2 separate regions of the Anas platyrhynchos genome follow, and region 2 is linked to region 1. Evidence: chromatin contacts called from public Hi-C data. All regions are on one chromosome and are shown on one strand. The core of a region is the stretch at or near the end of the contact, and the rest is flanking DNA. Distances in the headings are between cores, read along the strand shown.

Region 1 (4,963 bases), core at 1,388-3,887:
GTGCAGGGCCCTGGGGCAGGCGGCGGAGGGTGAGGGGCAGGCTGGGGAGCTGCACCCATGGGTTTGGTGGGGTGGAAGGGGTGAAGAGGGAGGGGGGGTGTTTGGCTCAGCTCCTGGCTCTGCGGACAGGACTGCCTGCATGTCTCCAGCTGCAGCCACAGGCACGGCTTGGGCTTTGTCAGCTTAGCAGAGAGCCGCTCTCCCTAAGGGGTTTCTGTTTGCAAGGTGAGAAGCAGCAGTGGGGTGTCTGAGGAACTGGGGCGATGCTGTGATGGGCACCATGCAGACCGCCTGGGAGCTCAGACCATTGTTCCCGTGGGTTTTGGTTGCTTTGAGGCCCCATCGTGGTGTAACACTGTCGTGTTGTCGATCTAACAGGGGAACACTCAGCTCCATGCTGTAAGGTACGTCTGAGCAGCATCACTGATTTGTTAGGGGGTTCCTCTGGTTTCTACTCAGTCTGATTTTTTTTCCTTAATAGAGTGAATATTAAAATATAATTGGACTGTATCCAGCTTACAAGATTGCTACTTATTCATGCTATGTATGATTAATAGTGATTTGCTAAGATACATTCAGAGGGATTCTATAGGAGTGTGTGTTATAAAACGTGTAGAACGTGTAGCTGCATGCTAAGCATTAGCAAGCTGTTAGAGGGTTTTTAGAGAAGTTTAGAACTTCTTCAAAGAAAATTATATACTGTGTATCTTGCAGTGGAAAATACTGCTTTAATAAGCATCTCAATATCAAATTTAATATAAAATTAGAAATAGGAGTGCTTTGATGTGCTATATTGCTTCCTTCTGCTTTTTCAGCAACAGGTCCCTGAAGTGTACTTCAGATATTTATTCAAATCAATAAGCTTTTACAAGGTCTCCCTTTTCTAGTCATATAAATTGTTGCAGATGCAGCAAATGTGAGATAATGTGCAAAAATACTATACTATAAAGCTGGTTTACAAGCAGAAGTACTCAGAAATGTCCTGTGTAAATGAAAGTATGGAATCAAATGTAACCCAGACTACCAGCCAGGAGCCAGTCTGCAGCAGGCTACGAGGGGAATGCACGCGTGGGAGCTTGGGCTGTGTTACACCTCGATCCTCTGCTTATAAGGCAAATGACTCAAATGTCTGAATCATTAAAATGTGCCATTTCCATGTGCCTTGTGGTAGCTGGTGCAAGCTAGCTTTAGAAAAAAAAAATGGACTCTCTTTTTTCCTTTAAAAAAAAAAAAAAAAGCCAAGAAAATAATTATGTCTTATTTCCTATAATCAGCTAATGGAAACTTTCGAACTTGTGTTACTTTAAATGGGTGAACCTTGGGCTGCCTACATCTAATCTTTTTCTATGGAATAGCTCATACTGCCTTACGAGTTTACCATTCTTATAACCAAATAAAGCTATCGGAATGTGTGATTGTTTTTGTACTGGCAAGTTTACTAGAGGAAATCCTCCTCCTGAACGAGCACAATGGCTCCTGATTTCTGCAGGGCAAGTAGCAGCCAGTAAAAACAAACATTATCCTGTTATAGTACATTGCTACAAAGGCCTGAATTAAAAAGATTATGTATGTAGTTCAGATTACCATAACTTTAAATCTAATAATGTATTTTTTCTCTGCTTAAAAATATTTTACCTTTCTAATTTTTTTTTTTCTTTCTTTATGGTACAGGGACAAATTCTGGTTTGTGTTGTGTATTTCAAAACGTATTAGTGTGTTTGCTGGGAATCATTCATGAATCTGCTACCCTAAGCAAGGTTGTTTTGTCTGAGGTTTCATGTATGTGTTCTGTTGTGGGGAAATAACTTTTTCCTGATATGGGAAAGCAATTTATTTTTAGTGCCTATTGGATACTCAGGTTGTTTTATCTTATCTCATTTTCAATTAATTTCTGTGCGTTTTAGGGAGCTCTTCATGGCATTACCACCCAATGCATTTGATCACCCTATGGCAAGTTTCAGGCTCTCCTCAAGAACTTGGCTGTGCCTCCCCAGTGGTGCTGGGGCCATGCCACCCCACGGCTGCCCCGGTGCCTGTGGGTTCTGGCGTGGGTCCCAGCCATGGGGAAAGCCTGGGGCAGGCGGGCAGAGCTCTTGGCCCAGCACTCCCTGCCTGAGGACATGTCCGGGGTGCCTGATGCCCCTTGGCCACGGGTGGACCCCCAGGTCCTGCGGGGGGAACAAGGGTCAGCTCTTCAAATGCCTGTTCCTGTCACAGTGCCCGCAGTTCATGCTTCTCACGTCGTGTGAGATGGAGATCTCGCAGGGATGCTTTGTTCATACGTCAGCTCACTGCTGCGTATGATTTCCTCGTCATTGCCAGAGATTTGGGTGGCTTTACTGAAATTTGCATGAAGCAAGCAATGGTACCCACAGCTACAGGTGGCTTCGCAACAGGAATGTATACAGAGTAGGAAATAATTCACTGCTAAATTGGGATTGAACGGCATGAAAACAACAACTCTTGATCTTACAAAGGCTCAGACATCAGCTTAACATCACACTGCATACTCACACGGAGGTTTTGGGAGGTGCTTTTCCTTCCCTGCTCAGGTTTGCAGGGTTGTGCAGGCAGCGTGAGGCCAGGGCACAGCTTGCCCAAGGGCAGGTGCAGCACCAGCCCACGGAGCGCGGCACTGGCGAGTCACAGGGGAGCCTCCCTGCAAAGGAATTTTGGTCTTGGCAAATACTGCTTGTTCTTGGCATGGATCAGCTGAAAGGGGAAACAAGAAGAGCACTTCTTTAGGGAGTTCTCCTGGAAAACTTCAGAGTCTTCTGTGCACGGAAAACAGAGGTGCATGGAAAGCCTGAAGGACAGTTCCTTGCAAAAATTCTGGCAGCCAGTGCTGAAACCTGATGCTGCCTTTGAGTGCCAAACACCTTTTTCCTAAGGTGTTTGAAAAATGGGATGCCTCCTCCTGTGGTAGAAGCTGTGTCTGCTTGATGGGTCCTGTGGCACAAGTGTCCCCGCCATGCCTGGTCGCACGCGTGCTGAGCAGGGTGATGTGGTGGGCACCGACCTGAGCGTTGTAATGGGGTACCGAAGGTGAATTTTTTCTTTCCTCAGACTACCTGGGAAGTTTTTTCAGCTCAGCCGCTTGCTGCTGCTGTAAGCATAGAATTTGGGCTGTTTCAAGTGCAAGCTGCAGTCTGCACGACCGATCCCCAGCGATGGGTAACGGGGGCTGCTCCGCTGGTACCCCCAGCACGGCACGGCCCTGGCAGCGGGCACAGCTCCCCTGCCCCAGTGGGGCTGGCACTGCGGGGACCCCGCCTGGCCACTCTCCATTCACGTCCCTGGGTAGCGGATCACTGGAGTCACTCATGCTTTTACAAGGTGTCATTCTGACCACAGTGGCAGCACGGAAGCTGCATTTGTATTCATCTGTCTGCAGCCGTGCTGTAGTTACTGGGAGGCAGCACGAAGCTGCCGGCACCCTGACGTAGCCGCCACGATCTGCAGCCCATGGCTCCGCTGCGCGCCGTGGTTTTGTGTTTGTTTGTGTTTTCCCGGGGGAGCCATCTGGTGTTTGCAGCTTCCCCGAAAAGCCTTCTCTGCCCGAGTGCCCCAGCAGACACTGCCTTTGGTCGCTTTCTCGCCTGCCACCCGCGGCCCTGCAGAGCGAGGCCAGGCAGCCGTGGGGCACGGGGAGCGCGGTGCTGCTGGGGCCGCCGGCTGTGGCAGCCTGTGGCTGCGGGTGCGCCCGGGTTTGCTCTGCGCAGCACGTCACTTGCTTATTCCTGAGCCTGTCTGCGTGTTGATGAGGAAGCCTTTTCTTTCATTTCTCACTTAGGCAGAAGTTTGTGATTTTTTTACAAGTAAATCTGGCAATAAAGAAGCCAAAATAGTCGTGTTAGGCTTCAGTAACTAGTAATCCATGCTTTTTTAGGGAAAAAAAAGTTACTCAGAATTCCAGGCTTCTCTTTTTTGCCTGAGCTGCTCAGCTGTCCCTCAGGGAGCAGTGTGTTCATTACCTTGCAGAGAACCTGGACCTCTTACAGGTGTCAGATGGGGTTAAATATCTTGGAAAATAAGGAAAATGAGGCGTGTGGGTGTAGCTTGGCCAGGGCAGCGGGAGCCCTGCTCTGCGCCGGGACGCAAGGAGCCACGGTCTGGGCACAGCATGTGCTGCACGGGGTCTGTGTGCTGGGAGCAGAGGGGGAGGAAAACGAGGGCTTCCATGGGGGAAATGCCTGCGCAGCATAGTGGTGCGCTAAGGCTAAAAATGAGCGTTTCTGGGCTGGCCGGAGCGATGTGTCTGATCTGTCCTGTCCGCTGCAGCGCTGTGGAGGAGGAGGCCCTCCTTTCTCGGGGCAGGCCCTCTAACGTGGGGGAATGAGCGTGCTGTCATGTTGTGTTCCCCAACCCGCTGCCTGCTGGACAGTACGGCTGTGTAACAGCTCGTAGGGGTGCACGAGAAGCCTTGCTTGATGAAATTTTTTGGTCTTCAGCGAGCTGCATGGCATACAACGAGCAGTGTACGTAATGGGAACACGGCTCTCTGGAGGCCCCATGGTAGCAGGTGCCCAAATGAACCTGCAGGTCCCATCCCAGCTGTACGCCAGCCTGGGCTGCAGAGATGGGGCGGCCCGGCTCCGGGGGCAGGACCGTCAGCACCCTGCTTCTCACCTCACGTTTTGCTTCACCTACCTGAGAATCATGAGTCATTTTAGATGGATTTAGTTCTGTAAAAGCACTTCTAAGTCAAAGCTTTACTTTATGCACCTTAGGACAAGGGTTATGCTTCAGCTCTCTCACCCAGGACCAGACACGCATCTTTCATCGTTGGTCCTGGTGTTGTTTGTGGAGCCGTTCTGTGAGGCCCTCTCCTTTGTTTTAACTTCTGTTATTTCCCAGTGTGATTTCAGTGGTGTACTCAAAGAAGCCAGAAATTAATTTTCCAGTTACCATCAGAGGTTAATACATCCTTTGTTTTCTTCCTAACTGAGCTACAATACCTTTG
Region 2 (5,159 bases), core at 30-2,529, 92 kb after region 1:
ATTTTGAATAAAAATGTCTATAATTACAAGGAGTTTTGTTAAGGCTAATAAAATGACAGGCTGAACAAAATTGCTTGCAAAAGTGGCACAGAGTTAGCACTCCATACCCCTTCAAAAAAGTTGCTTTGCTTTATGTGGACAGCTTGTAGTTTGCCAGGATTTTTTCAGCTGGAAAGATATGCCATCCTTCCAAGATCTCATGACTGACAAAAGCTCCACTGGTTCAAATCTGCCTGAAAATCATTAATAAAAAAAAAAGAAAAAAAAAAGAAAAAAAAAGAAAAAAAAAGCAGGTACTTCAAACCATCAAGGTGAAATCATGGATCAAATATTCCGTACATTATTCAAAAACTACTGCATGTTTAAAGTATCAAAAATATATTAAAGGTATATACTATTCAAACCAGTTTCTGACAATTTCAGTGGTTTATTGTTCACAAAAAAGATTCTTCAAAACAAATACTGACTTTCACAAAAAAGTTGAATCATGAACAGGCAAACCAAACAGCACACCGTAGCTGTAGTTGTTATGTGATTATTTTTTATTGCTGTAGTGGTCCTGTTCTTTTAGCAGGTGAAAAAAAAAAACAGAAAAAAAAAAAAAGAAATTTTACAGTTTTAATGGAAAGCATTCAAGACGCCTTGTCATTATTTATGCCAAAGCTGGAAAGAAGAAGCGATCGGGCCATTCCTTTATCTGATCTCTCCAGTACTCATACTGAATAACGAATAAGTTGCACTTATTTGCAACCCCGCAACTTTCATCTGCTGAAAGGACAGATGTGCTTGGTTTTACTATTATGTAATCACAGACTTACTTTTGCTTGTAGTTGCTCCAAATTATGTACTCTGTCCTGGGCTGCAATTTGTTTTTATGCTTATTTTATTATTACTGCTATAGTTGACCTTGCTGTATGGAAAAATAAAGTGAAATTGCCCTAATAAAAGTTCTCTTTCTTAATTACGTTTTTCTATATCACGTTGAAAACCACAGCACCTCCTTTTGTGTACATTTTCACTTTACTGTGTATTTGTGTGACTGCAGGGACATTATTTGTGGGGAAAAAGGCCAAATGCTGACACCGGGGGTTTCTCTTTTGCAGCACGTGCTGTGATAAATGTACAGACTGCGTGTTGGGAATGGTAAGTACAGAGGGCGTTATTATACCAAACATAGAGGGTAAATGTAGAGAAAGGGGACAGCGTGGATCAGAGCAGCCTCTGGGCTGCACGTCCCAGACGGGAGCAGCACACGGTGCCCTGGGCACGCACCCAGCCCTGGCACAGCGGAGCCGAGCAGCCGGGGCCGACGTTAGAGGGAGCCCGACCACGCCGCCTGCCTGCGCTCGGCTCCTTCCCATAAAAAACTCATCAGAGCTGTGACTGAAAAAATCACAAATTCAAAAAGCTAACCCTGAGTGCATGCCTTGGCCTCTGGCACACACAGCAGCCGATTCTCACGAAGGCTGCCCTGTGTTAGGTGTTAGCAAAGCTGGGGAGCAGCTCACAGAAAAGGCATTTAGAGGTGTGCTGTGCATGCCTCTAGTCCAGGAAAGGGAAGTTTGCGCTTTCTACCTTCCTCTCAGTATCGCTGCTTTTTAAAAGCTTTACACTCCATGGGCTGTGCACCTCACTGTTAGTACTAAGAGCACGCAGCGTCAGGGGAGCTCCCGCTGCAACGAGCTGCCCTGTGCTGAGGGCTGGGTCCCAGCCGAGCGGGTCGGCTTGGTAAGGCCACAGGCGGACCTGTGCCTGCCAGCTTCGTGCCCCCCCTGTGCAGAACCAAGCACCAGGAGGAGATTCTCATCTGCACAGGGTGCCCTGGGGCATGCGTGTGCCAGTGGCGGGGGGTCCCTGTGTGCGCCCCAGGGCCAGCAGCACCGAGAGGTGCTGGGATGGGCCGGAGCTGGGCCGGGCTGGAGCTGTGCCTGCAGGCTTCCAGCTTGCTCCCGCCTTCCGTGGCTGCTGAACTCACCGCAGCCTAAGTGCGAGAAGTGCTGAACTCATTAAAGGAAGCGTTTGGAGAGGCCTGGCTCAGTACCCAGCTCCCTCAGTCACTGCGCTCTCGTTAGCGGAGGATAAAAACCGGAGCCAGCCACTGAGAGCCGCTGCGCTCCCGAGCTGCAGGGCTGGCTGCGTGCGGCGTGATGCTGCGAGCTGGCACGGGCAGCACCACACAGCCCTGGGCGGGCAGCGGGGCCGAGCACCGGGGAACTGGCCGGGGGCTCTCCTGGGTTAGGAAAGCATCTCTCCCCCAGGGCTTCCCTTCACTGCTGGGCCGGGGGGCACCGGGCGCTGCTGGAGCCCAGCCCGCTGTGTCTGGGGATGGCCTCCTTGTGCCACACTGCTCCAGAGCTGGTCTGGGGGAGGAGGGATGCAGGAGGTGCCCGTGAAGGTGACTGAGGGTATCCTGCACCTGCCGGCACCCGCAGCGCTCATCCAAGGGGGAAAATGTATTCGGTGTCTCATTCCAGCCACCGACAGCCAGCTCTGGCTGCAGCTCTTCCTGCATTAGTAATCTGGAGTGCAAAAAGCAGAGTGATGTGAAAAGATTGTTGCTGCATGAAACCCGGCTCTGAACATCTGTGCTGGATTGAAACTTTCCTCCTAAAATAGAGCTGCAGATACAGAACAGAAAGGAGCACGGAGGGGAGCTTGAGGGAACTGATCTGAATCCCCCCTGCCCGATGAAGCTGGCTACGGGAGCTGCTTTGCTTCTCTCAGCATCCCCTCCTCAGGTCACTTAGACAATTAATTGCTCCATTAATTTCTCCTAAAGCCAGGTACATTAATCTCTTCAGCTGTATCCATTCGATAAAACAACCTTGTGCTGTTTGGTGAACGTGCATCATTGAAGCGTGGGGCAAGCCCTGGGGCTGTGTTTCACTCCTACCTGTGTTGTCCTGAGCACCGAATGGCTTTGCAGTGACTGCTGCAAGCTCCAAAGTCGGCAAGCTCCAAGCTGGCGCCGTGGGCAGCGGCTGCCTGCGGTGAGAGCTGCGCGGCACCGACAGCCAGAGCCCCGCAGAGCGGTGAGCCGTGGCTCGCTCACCAGGTCCCGTTCAGACAAGCCCTGTGCAGTGGCTCTGAGGATGCTGCCAGGGCCGCATGGGCCGTGGCTGGCTACAGGGAAATTACAGAGGCTGTAACGTGCCGGGATGGTGACGTGCCTGGCCAGAGCGCTCCTCTGCAGCTGTGCTGGTTCTCTAGTAGCTGCTGCAGTGGAATTTCCATTTAGTCTTCAATGGAATTATTTCTATTCACCTTTTGGTTGCAGCTTGGAGTGGCCTGTTTCAGGAGCTCCGTGCTTTCCCTGCAGCCTGTGGCTTGATGACATTTTATAGGGCCGAATCAGCAGCTGTCTGTTTGGGTTTAGTCTTGAGACTGGACAGTGAGCAGAGGACAGAGCACAAATGTGCTGGAGCAGCGGGTGGTAGGCACTGCACATGGGTGCAATGGTGGCAGACAGGTGACAAATCTCATGCAGGTGCCAGCCCAGGGGTGCCAGAGAGGGGCCACCGGGCAGCCTGCACCTGGGGGAGGGCTCCTGAGCGGCGCTGTTTGGGAAGCAGAGGCCGGAGCTGCCAAACTGCGGCACTTGGGCAGCCCTCGCCAGGTGCCCGCGCCCCGCAGGCAGCCACGTGCCGGGACTGGCAGCGCTTGGCTCTTTGGCAACGCTGTCCTGCGGTGCTTCCACCCCAAATCCTGCACACAGCCCGGGGGAGCTCTGTGCAGGCAGAGCGTGCTCCTGGTGGATGGCAATAGCTGCCGGGGGGCCTTCGGGGCTGCGGGGTGCCCCTGCCCCAGCAGCGCACGGAGGGGCAGCAGCACCTCGGGGTGGCACCGTGAGCGCAGGGACCCGGCAGCTGAGTGCCATGGGCTGGTGAGTCAGGCGGCGGTGCTGCTGATGAGTCAGTCATTAACGAGCGGCGGGGCCGGAGCCAACTGCAGGCTCTCCGGTGGGTGTGCAGATGGAGAGGAACCAGCTGGAGGTGGGCAGCGCACCGGGACACTGCAGCGGCAGTGATGCTCTGTGTCCTGACACGATCACTTTGCTGACAAAATGTCTAGATGCAAGTGACAACAGAAATATTTACACGTATTCCTTAACGAGCAACCCTCTCCGGTGGCTGGAAGACCTCAGTGAGGCTGCAAGGTGAGGAGTTTGTCTGGGGATGCAACGCACCCGGTGACGCTGGTGCTCCTGGAGCCGTGCCTGCCCTGCCTGGGCACCAGGAGCTCTGCAGGGGCTGCCACCGTCCTGCCACCGTCCTGCCACCATCCTGCCACCATCCTGCTGTCCTGCCGCCGTCCCACTGCTGTGTTGGTTTTTTTTTTTTGTTGTTGTTTTGTTTTTTGTTTTGATTTTTCAGTGCATATCACCCACATAGTCTGTAATGTAAGGCATGACCCTGTTCTCCTTTTCCCTGCTGGAGCTGGGAGCTGTGCTGCCACCGGGAGGCTCCTCAGCATTCCCGCTCAGCCGACGCATGGAAAACCTCCTGGAGACGCAGCTCACACTCGGTGCGTGGTGTAGAGAACTGCCCTGGTTTTTACTATTTATAAAGAAAATTCTGGAGCTTGACTTCGACACGCCAGCTTAAACTGCTTGGAGAAAGGCCAGAATTAGGAATTTATCACTAAAGTAGATAGGCGAGAGTAAGTGCATACATTAGGGAATTTGCCAAAACCAATTGAGAAAATGTTTGTTGTCCTTTACCTATTACACTCTCGCTAAGGGCATGCACTGCCCAGGATTTCTGAACACAGGAAATCCAATACAGCCCCAGACTGAACAGCCTGTAACCCACAGCTCTGTCCTGGAGTTAAATAACTGAGCGGGGGACCTGCAGATCAAGCAGCTTCGTCATTTATCTGAAGTAACCCAGGAACGGGGCACGGCTTCCCTGGCAGGGGCCGGAGCAGAAGGAGCGATGTGGCGCAGCGTGCGGTGCTGCAAGGAGCTGGGGGGGCTCTGGGCACCTCTGCGCCCCCCTCCCCAGCACAGGGGTTATGCCCGCGCTGTGCCCGGCCCCGTCCTCACCCACACGGCTGCTCACAGGGCTGGCAGGGCTCGGCCACCCCCTCCCTCCCCGGTGCAGCTTCCTGCGCTCCAGCCGGCGAAGGGCCCCCGTCTGCTTATCTGCGGGCACCCAGCG

What was found. A called contact is a pair of places that touch in the nucleus more often than the background predicts.
Region 2: a contact with region 1 is called in a Hi-C map of subcutaneous adipose tissue, with 2.0 times the contacts expected there. The contact joins two enhancer-like sites. A contact is called at or near these places in 2 of 8 Hi-C or Micro-C datasets (skeletal muscle and subcutaneous adipose tissue).

What each region holds. Positions count from the first base shown.
Region 1 is chr9:758,089-763,051 of IASCAAS_PekinDuck_T2T, forward strand. No RefSeq gene overlaps it. Among named protein-coding and RNA genes, the nearest start is that of SUCNR1, 19 kb to the left of the region's middle. Within about 2 kb of position 2,638, at least 4 of the 8 cell types and tissues checked have an H3K27ac peak or open chromatin away from gene starts, as enhancers often do. A contact at or near this core is called in subcutaneous adipose tissue, where this site is marked.
Region 2 is chr9:851,367-856,525 of IASCAAS_PekinDuck_T2T, forward strand. MBNL1 (muscleblind like splicing regulator 1) reads left to right here. Exons shown (of 10, transcript XM_027464637.3): 10 at 1-961. Among named protein-coding and RNA genes, the nearest start is that of P2RY1, 24 kb to the right of the region's middle. Within about 2 kb of position 1,280, at least 5 of the 8 cell types and tissues checked have an H3K27ac peak or open chromatin away from gene starts, as enhancers often do. A contact at or near this core is called in subcutaneous adipose tissue, where this site is marked.